2 separate regions of the Mus musculus genome follow, and region 1 is linked to region 2. Evidence: chromatin contacts called from public promoter capture Hi-C data. All regions are on one chromosome and are shown on one strand. The core of a region is the stretch at or near the end of the contact, and the rest is flanking DNA. Distances in the headings are between cores, read along the strand shown. Region 1 holds the start of Tigit (T cell immunoreceptor with Ig and ITIM domains). Region 2 overlaps Lsamp (limbic system-associated membrane protein).

Region 1 (4,261 bases), core at 1,113-3,612, 1.5 Mb before region 2:
ACAAGGATGATTTTGGTCCTGAATATTTGGCTCTACAATCTATTCATTGTTACCCCTAACTGTCTCTGAAGACCAGCACTGCCTGATACAGACTATCTTCCTTTTCAGAAGATGGCCTTTTTAAAAAAAGATTTGTTATTTCTGTCTATGTGTGAAACTGTGTAAGTATCTGTCACCTGTGTGTGGGTGCCCGCAGAAGCCAGAAGAGGGGATTTGATCCTTTAGAGTTGAACTTACATGCAGTTGTGAGCCACCTGATACACATGCTAGAAATCAACCTGTAGTTCCATGGAAGAGCAGCGTGTGCTCTGAACTGTTGAGTCATCCCTCCAGCGGCAGCAGAAAAGTCTTACAAACATTTTCACATATAGTTGTGCATGTATGTGCATATGTTTGGGTAAGTGGGAACAGGTGTGAGGATACACACAGGGCACTGCTGAGTACGGAGGTGTCTTAGTTAGGGTTTTGCTGCTGTGAACAGACACCATGACAAGGGCATCTCTTATAAGAACAACATTTAACTGGGGCTGGCTGCCAGGTTCAGAGATTCAATCCATTATCATCAAGGCAGGAGCATGGCAGCATCCACGCAGGCATGGTACAAGAAGAGCTGAGAGTTCTCCATCTTCATCTGAAGACAGGTTAGCAAAATACTGGCTTTCAGGCAGCTAGGATGAGGGTTTTAAAGCCCACACCCACAGTGACATGCCTATTCCAAAAACGCTACACCTACTTGAACGGGGCACACCTTCTAATAGTGCCACTCCTTAGGCCAAGCATAAACAAACCATCACAGGAGGTCAGAGGACAACCGTGGGAGTCAGTTCTCTTCTTCCACTATGTGGGCACCAGTGATCCAGCTCAAGTTGTCATGCTTGGTGATGCCCACCCTTAACTGCTGAAGCATCTCTCTGGGCAAGAAGTCTTTAACTTTTCCCTTCTAAAACCAACTCTTAAGTTTTTTGCATTTTCCAAAATGGGACAAATCTACTTTCTTTTGTTTCTACACACATGATACAAAAGCAGACTGTTAATTTTGTAGCCTTTTTCTGGGTTGTGTTCTTCCCACCAGCCCTTGCCCCTGTGGTTTTTCTGTCCAGGTAACCAAGTTTGGCAACTCTCATCATGTCTAGCCCCAGCATTTTACCCTGAATACATATTGGATCTTACTGTTTCTTTGGCTAAAAGGCATTCAGATGTTAAAAAAGTGGTGGAGAGGCTGGCTTTGGTGGTGGTGCATGCCTTAAATCCCATCACTCAGGAGAGAGAGGCGGGCAAGAAGATCTCTGAGTTTTTAAGCCAACCTTGTCTACAGAGTGAGTTCCAGCTCAGTCAAGGCTTCCCAGAGAAGCCCTGCCTCAAAAACAAAACAACAACAACAAAAGTGGTGGAGATGTATTTTTTATGTAAGCCTTGAAGGCTGTGGAGAAGCTGGTAAGTCAAACACTGTCTACAGGTCTAGAGGAGGGGCCTAGGGTGCATGAGTCACTGTGTAGATTTGTGAATGAACAGAACCCAGGATGGGGAGGAAGCTGATCAGAGACAGAGGGACCCTGCATACAGAAGAGAGGGACAGAGGCCTGGCTGTTGAGAATCATTTGTGCACTGGTGGGATGGGCAGGGCATGAGGCTTTGGATGTCCCCTGGTGAGAATAGAGATCTTCAGGCTGTACATCATGGGGCATGGCCAATACAGCTCTGCCAAGAGCCCAGGCGATAGCTGACGGTGTCCTCTCCATCTCCTCTCCCAGTGGCTTTACAGAGACGAACTTTGGTCAACTCTTGAGCGCTGAGCAATTCTTTGCCGACCCTCGTCTCTTCAGAGCTTGTAGGACCTTTTAAATGAAGGAAAGGATGGAGGGAGAAGGGGAAGGAGAGAGAAAGAAAAGATGATGTCCTAGTTTGGTTTCTGTTGCCGCTGCCCTGACAAAAAGTAACTTAGAGGAGAGGGGGCTTATTTTAGCTCACAGGGCCAGGTTACAGTCTGTTACTGTGGCAGGAACTTGAAGCAGCAGGGCAGGGCAGGGCAGGGCAGGGCAGGGGAGGGGAGGGGACTGACTCATCAGAAATACTTCTTCAGAATCCTGTGCGTCACCTACCCTTGAATGCTTTAGATAAAAGTTGGTGTTTCAAAAAGTGCATCAAGAGAACTTAAAAACAACAGATCGGCTGGCTACCCAAGTAGTCAATATACGAGTTGCCCAAGACCCGTGTATCTCTAACCACATGTTTTATTTGTTTTTACAGTGTGTTTCCTTCATGGCCTTTCTTGTGGCTCACCCTATGTGGCTTTGTGTACTTGTTAAGAAAACATTACACGTTTGACACTGCTCTTACCTAAGTCAGTTTTTCCGAGACCCTCTTTTCACCAGCTTGGTTTCACCTTACAGCTGCAGTGAGCCAGTTTCAGTTGGAGGAGAGGCCACATCCACTTTGCTGTAGGCCTCTGGTTAGAAGCATGCATGGCTGGCTGCTCCTGGTCTGGGTCCAGGGGCTGATACAGGCTGCCTTCCTCGCTACAGGTAAGGCTTGCAGACCTAGCAGAGCAGAGACACCTAGCTTGGCACAGACACCAGGATGCTCAGGTAGAGAAAGCTCTAAGTATATGCCTAGGCCTGTATGTATGTCAGCTTCTGTGTATGTATGTGGTTCTGAGGCTCTGTGTGACCACATGGTAAGAGGCAATCGCTGAGAAAGGGATGCATACACGTTTGGGATTGCAGAGGAAGGACTTCATAGATCCTCTGGGTTAGGGACTCTGACTGGACAGCTGTTCAAGAGGGAAGCTGGGGAATAGACTAAGATTGGGAGCCAAGAAATCTCCTGGAAACCCATTTCTCTCCTGCTCCATTTTCTTTTCTGTTTCTGAGGAACTCCTAGAACAATGTTCCAGTTAGTTCTCTGTTGGTCAGAAATACCTGCTTCTCAGATTTTCATAGTCTACCACTAATATGAGAGACTAAATTCTGTTGTTTCTATTCTATTACAAATTGTAGATAAACATTTCTGAGGGAAGGAAACAAAATATTTAGAGACTATACTACAAATTAGTTTAAAGGCTGAACTTATAAGACTGAAGGTAGAGAGGAGCCAAGGTGGGGCAGGCTGGTAGGTAGCAAAGAAGTTGGCTTCATCTAGGAGAAGGCCTTTCTTCCCCTCTTACCTCTCCTCTACTGTCTTCCCTTCCTCTCCCCTCCCCTTCCTTCTTCTCCCTTCTTCCCCTCCCCTTCCCTCCCCTCCCCTCCCCTCTCCTCCCCTCCCCTCCCCTCCCCTCTCCTCCCCTCCCCTCCTATTTTCTATGTTTCCCTCCCCTTCTCTTCCCTTCCATTACTTCTCCTTTCCCTTCTTTCCCTCTTTCTCATTGTCCTCTCTTCCCCTTCCCTCTCTCTTTTGCTTTAGTTTGTTTCTTTGACAGATACATGGTCTTTCTATGTTTCCAAGGCTGGTCTGGAATGCACTATGATCCTCCTGCCTCATCCTCCCATGTACTTGGATTAAAAATATATGCTGCTACTTCTGGCTGAGAAGTAGATTCAAGTTTCCTTTCTCTGTGTTCTCTCTCTCTCTCTCTCTCTCTCTCTCTCTCTCTCTCTCTCTCTCATTTTCCTGACATCCCAAATGCCAATCAAATAGCCCAGTTCTATTTTCAAAACATAGGGCTAGACACAAGGCTAGACTGCTGGAACCTAGAGAGAAGTACAAGATATGTTGGTGTCGGGCTGATAGTCTAAGTGGGAAAGTTAAATAAGTTCATTGAAAGCAATCAGCCACCTAGCCAGGAAGCCGAGCGGAACATCCTGAGCGGACAAAGTGCTAGAAGCCTTGTAGTAAGAAGCCAGACATCTAATAAGACAACATTTAATAATACATCGCATGCAGGGGAAAAGGAAGGGCTTAAAGCTAGGGTCCTCAGGTAAGGAGGAAGCACAGCTCTGACTGATGGGTGAGGATGAGGCAGGTTGGCAGGAGCAAGCTTCAGAAGCAGCCATGGGGAGCAGGATGGGAACAGAGTCCATGGGAAAGGGACCATGGCTGGGGCTTCAGGCCTCGAGTGACAGGCAGAGGAAGAAAAACTCTGGAAATCAATGATGGTCTCTATGGGGGGCACCAGGAGAGACTGCAGACTGTGGACATCTGTTCCTAGAGCCAGATCTGGACTCTGAACCCTCTGGGATTCTTCAGGAAGGTTGAAGGGCAGCTGCTGGCCAGAGACTCACGTGTGCTTTTCCCTCACCCATAGGAGCCACAGCAGGCACGATAG
Region 2 (4,189 bases), core at 509-3,008:
CTCTGCCGCTTCCCTCTGGGTAATCTACTCATATTTTTCTCATTATCCCTAAAGGAAGACAGAGGAAAACAAAATATCAGGGGTCTCTCCCTCTTCTCTTAAGGGAAGACAATTATGGTAAATAGTGCATTCATTTCTGCAGAGGAAGCACTGTTAGAAAGCCTTGCTTGCAGCGATTTTCCAGTATTTTGTCTACCTCTCCCATGTTTGGTGTTTGCTATCATTGGCTCTGGTTCCCAAGCCATTCACCAGAGCCTTCGAGAAACAGGGCAGCCAACCGCAAGATCATGTGGATTCAGGTCAACCAAGACACATCTCCTTTTCACGTTTATTTCATTTTGTTTTAAGATCACAGAAGAGCAGAGCATTCATACGTGTAAAGTAACAGAAGAGAGAACCAGAATTTAAATACATTTAAAAAGAAAAAAAAAAGCTTTTCTTTAATTTTAATTTTTTTTTACACACATTGCGCTTTTTTACTTTCCTTCACAGAGCTAGTATTCAGGGAAAAAATATCCACCCAATAAACAAAAATAAAGTAACTTGAGCGACAAATCAACTGAACCAGAAAATGGCCATGTTTTTATATCGTCAAGGGAAGATCAGTTCATGTCTACAGGGCTGGAAAAAAGGAATATATTTTATATATATATTTATATGCATATAACACTGTTAATGAGGAGACGTCTAACCAAGAACAGGATTTATACAACCTCCAGGAGAGCAAATGGAAAGGGAGGGTGAAGCAGGGCTGGGGAGAAGTGGGAGGTATCCTTCCCTCCCCTTTTTATTTCCTCCCTTTAGCCCCCCCCCCCCCCCCCCAGCAAATACTTATGGAGCAGAACGTGGCCGAAGTTCACCAGGATGAACCGTGTTCATGCTCAGGTGAAGAGCAAAGACTTAGGTAAGGGAGTTCAAAAGAGGCTCCTGACGGGTGGCGAGGGTTGCTGTGGTACGCCAGGAAGCTAGCTCCGTGGATTTTCTTCAATTGCAAGAAGCAGATTTTTACCGTGCCTAGATATTACACAGGGGGGGTTGTGTTGGGAAGAATGTAGCTGTCGGGTGGACTCACGAGCACCATCCAAAAAGCTGTGCCTAGGAAGGATCGATGGGACTGGGGAGGTGTTGGGTGGGCGGGTCTCTCTCCCCTTACAGAGTGTCCAGAGTACCGTAAACCCACTGCGCATCCTCATATAAACAGTGATACCTAACGCCGGAGGTGGTGATGAGTGAACTCTGCTCCTCGGTGTCCAGGAGAGCCCTATTCTTTGTGCTCTTTGGGAAGATTCATGAAAAAAAGGTGACCGGACAAGGTGTTGAGCTGAATGGTGAAGACAGAGTGGGACTCACAAGTGGACCTGCGCTGAGTCGGCTCAGGATGTGGCCCAACAGAACAATCCCTCCGTTACTGCTCCGGAAACTTAACTTTCACATTTGGTTTTAGCTTTTACATCTCTCACTCTCTTTTAACCCTGCCTCCCAGATAGGCTTTTTTGTCCTGTTTCACTCATGGCTGCTTTAAACTATACCAATTCAAGCTGTTAAAAAAAATAAAAAAATAAAAAGAGGCCCCTCTGTAACCACTTGGTCAATCTCACAGTCTATTTATTAGTCAAGTCTCAAGAAACGTCTGTAAGAAACCCCTTCTCTTGCCTGTTTTTCACAAAACAGCCTTTTTTGAACTTGCTTGGGACCAGCTGACAACGCCCAGTGACACACATTTACCATAATGAAGCACTTGGCCAAGGATAAGAGAAAGCTGATATTTCCTCTCACATGTGCAACTTCCTCATTTGTTACGTACATAATGCCCGATCTGGCCATTTTCCTACCCATGAAAGGCTATTAGGCTACAGTTCAACTGTTACATTTCCCAATATTACGAACAAGGCAGCCACCTCAGCTATTTTGGTGCCCTCGCTTTAATATGAAAATGCCTTTCCTCTGTATCTCTAAGAAATTTTCTCAGAAAAGAGATACAGAACTGGTCCAGAGCCCCTGTGGTTCTAGAAGGTGCTATGTTGTGGAGACAGAGGGGGGTGGGTTTAGAGAAAACCAGAGACCAGCAAATAGCTCTTCGTGGGTGGCAGCATTTAATGAATTTTAATTCATAGTCAGAATCAGAAGGTTTAGAGGTGGGAGAGACCATGAAGTGTCCTTTGAATTCTTGACTTTCCAGATGAGAAAACTAAAAACTCAGGAACTGGAATTAACTTGCCTGTGTCAGCATCTCACAGCTTTTTGTGTGGCGAGACCCAAAGCAACAGCCCCATTTTCTTGGCTCCAATCCTGATACACCTTTCATGTTACAGATGCCCTTTGTCCTTGGTAGATGAATGTAAGCCTCAGTGTGAAATCTCTTCCTACAATAGTCTGGTATGACATTCATATCATCTCTCTTGATGAGTCTGTCAGTCGTTCTGATTAAATAAAGTAAAGGTCTATGGGACACTGTTAAATCAGCAGATACACCTGGGAGTGACATTTTCATTCAAATGACTTTGTACCTTACTTTTAATCCATTGGCCTGTAGATCCACAAGGCTGCCAGGGATAATGATGATAATAATAATAATGATGATGATAATAATGATACAGGGAGATTCAGCAAAATATTTCTCAAGGATATAACATATTTCAAATTAGGATGACAAAGATATTTGCTGAGTCTGGTTAAGTGTAAAACAGTCCAAAAAATGGGGAGTGTGTAATAATCTGTTCATGTAAGTACTGGTGAATCTGTTGGAGCGATTTAAATAAAGACACAATATAATATGTATTAGCTGGCAAGAAACCAGTAACCCAGGCCCAGGAGTCCCTGCTATCCTAGTCCTCTTTCTTTCCGTTTGCCTAGGGTTGGTTGGGTCAGGCTGGAGAATCTCCACTGAGGGAGAAGGAGCAAAGAAAGCCAGCTGACCTTGGCTAGAAGAGCGTCTAAGTGTTCTGAGTGTCTGCTTCCTTTGGCTAAGGCAACACATTTGTAACCATGTCAGGCTTGCTTCTAAGTCCACTGACCTACAAAGAGCTTTGGGTTTTGTTCTTCTTATTTTGACTTCTTTTTCTTTAAGATTTATAGGTTTAGCTGAACTTGGGCTCTGCATGAAAAATGAAGTTTACATAGTTTATATTATGTACATAAACTAGTGATTTACATTGATTTACACATGATTGGTGCCTAATTTATTAATCAGCACAGTATGCAAATGCGCTGACGAGAAATCAGGATTTTAAAAATAAGTTTTCTACAATATCCATAAACATTCCACTGGCGTGAATGCTAAATCTAAACCTAAGCTTAACGCCAGCCACCTCACCAAGAAGAATGTGCTATACACTGGGAGCAAAACCAAATTCCTTCTTGAGGTTCACTTGGTGACATTTGAGCAGCAGAGCTAAATGCAAACGAGGGGGGTTTACGTTCCTCCCCACCGGTGTGCACGTAAATGCGAACTTCATTTTACATTTAGTGAGATGTTTACAGATATGATGTCAACCATAATGGGGAATTTACATCACTTGGGCAGACTAAGTCTCTGGAGGAGAAACATTTTTAATAACTTAAGCACGAAAGATTTCCTAAAGTAGGTTTGTGTTTCTTAACTTGGGGTCTATCTCACATTTTTTTCTGGTGTGTTTGTCTTCAGAGTTTTAATAGCTTTTTAGGTCAAATGTAACACTGCTCTTACATTGTTATACAAACTGGCAGTTTACAGGGGAACCAAGACTAAATCTAGGCTGAGAATCTGTGAGAATAAAGAAAAACATGAGGACATGGTTAATCCTATAGCAGGTGGTCTCTTAAGCAAATTTCCTTTAAACAAAAAGTAACAAAGTGGGCAGAAAGGCATCCACATTTTTCTAAATGAAGCCTAGCACTTTTTAAAAAAATAAACCAAATTCATTATCTCTCTTCCTTTTAAGTTTAAACCATCATTCTAAAGTTTTCCTACAATACATACATTGTTGTAAATATATCATTTGTAACGATAAGATCTAAAACAATACATACACACACATATAATTTTTTTTCACAAAGAACCCAAAGCCTGTAAAGAACAAAATTAAAACTTTAGGAAGACTAGCCAATAAAAGATGTCACATGGTAGTCATCTCAGAGAGGACCCTGTGACTGTGGGCTGAGAAGAAAGGACTTAAAAAGCAGTTTCACGCTGAGGAATTTAGTTTCTGTA

Evidence for each region. Promoter capture Hi-C pulls out the DNA fragments that hold promoters and counts their contacts.
Region 1: a contact with region 2 is called in a promoter capture Hi-C map of the HPC-7 cell line. The contact joins the promoter of Tigit here to the enhancer-like site in region 2. A contact is called at or near these places in 12 of 39 promoter capture datasets (the 3T3-L1 cell line, 3T3-L1-derived adipocytes, the C10 cell line and 9 more), 2 of 115 datasets of contacts at active chromatin or transcription factors (a colorectal cancer cell line and trophoblast stem cells) and 2 of 9 other capture datasets (liver and macrophages).

What each region holds. Positions count from the first base shown.
Region 1 is chr16:43,662,285-43,666,545 of GRCm38.p6, reverse strand. Tigit (T cell immunoreceptor with Ig and ITIM domains) reads left to right here and starts at 2,362. Exons shown (of 4, transcript NM_001146325.1): 1 at 2,362-2,522; 2 at 4,241-4,261. The coding sequence starts at 2,459.
Region 2 is chr16:42,177,805-42,181,993 of GRCm38.p6, reverse strand. It overlaps Lsamp (limbic system-associated membrane protein), which reads right to left. Exons shown (of 7, transcript NM_001347236.1): 7 at 315-4,189. Among named protein-coding and RNA genes, the nearest start is that of Mir6540, 120 kb to the left of the region's middle. Within about 2 kb of position 1,758, at least 6 of the 459 cell types and tissues checked have an H3K27ac peak or open chromatin away from gene starts, as enhancers often do. A contact at or near this core is called in the HPC-7 cell line, where this site is marked.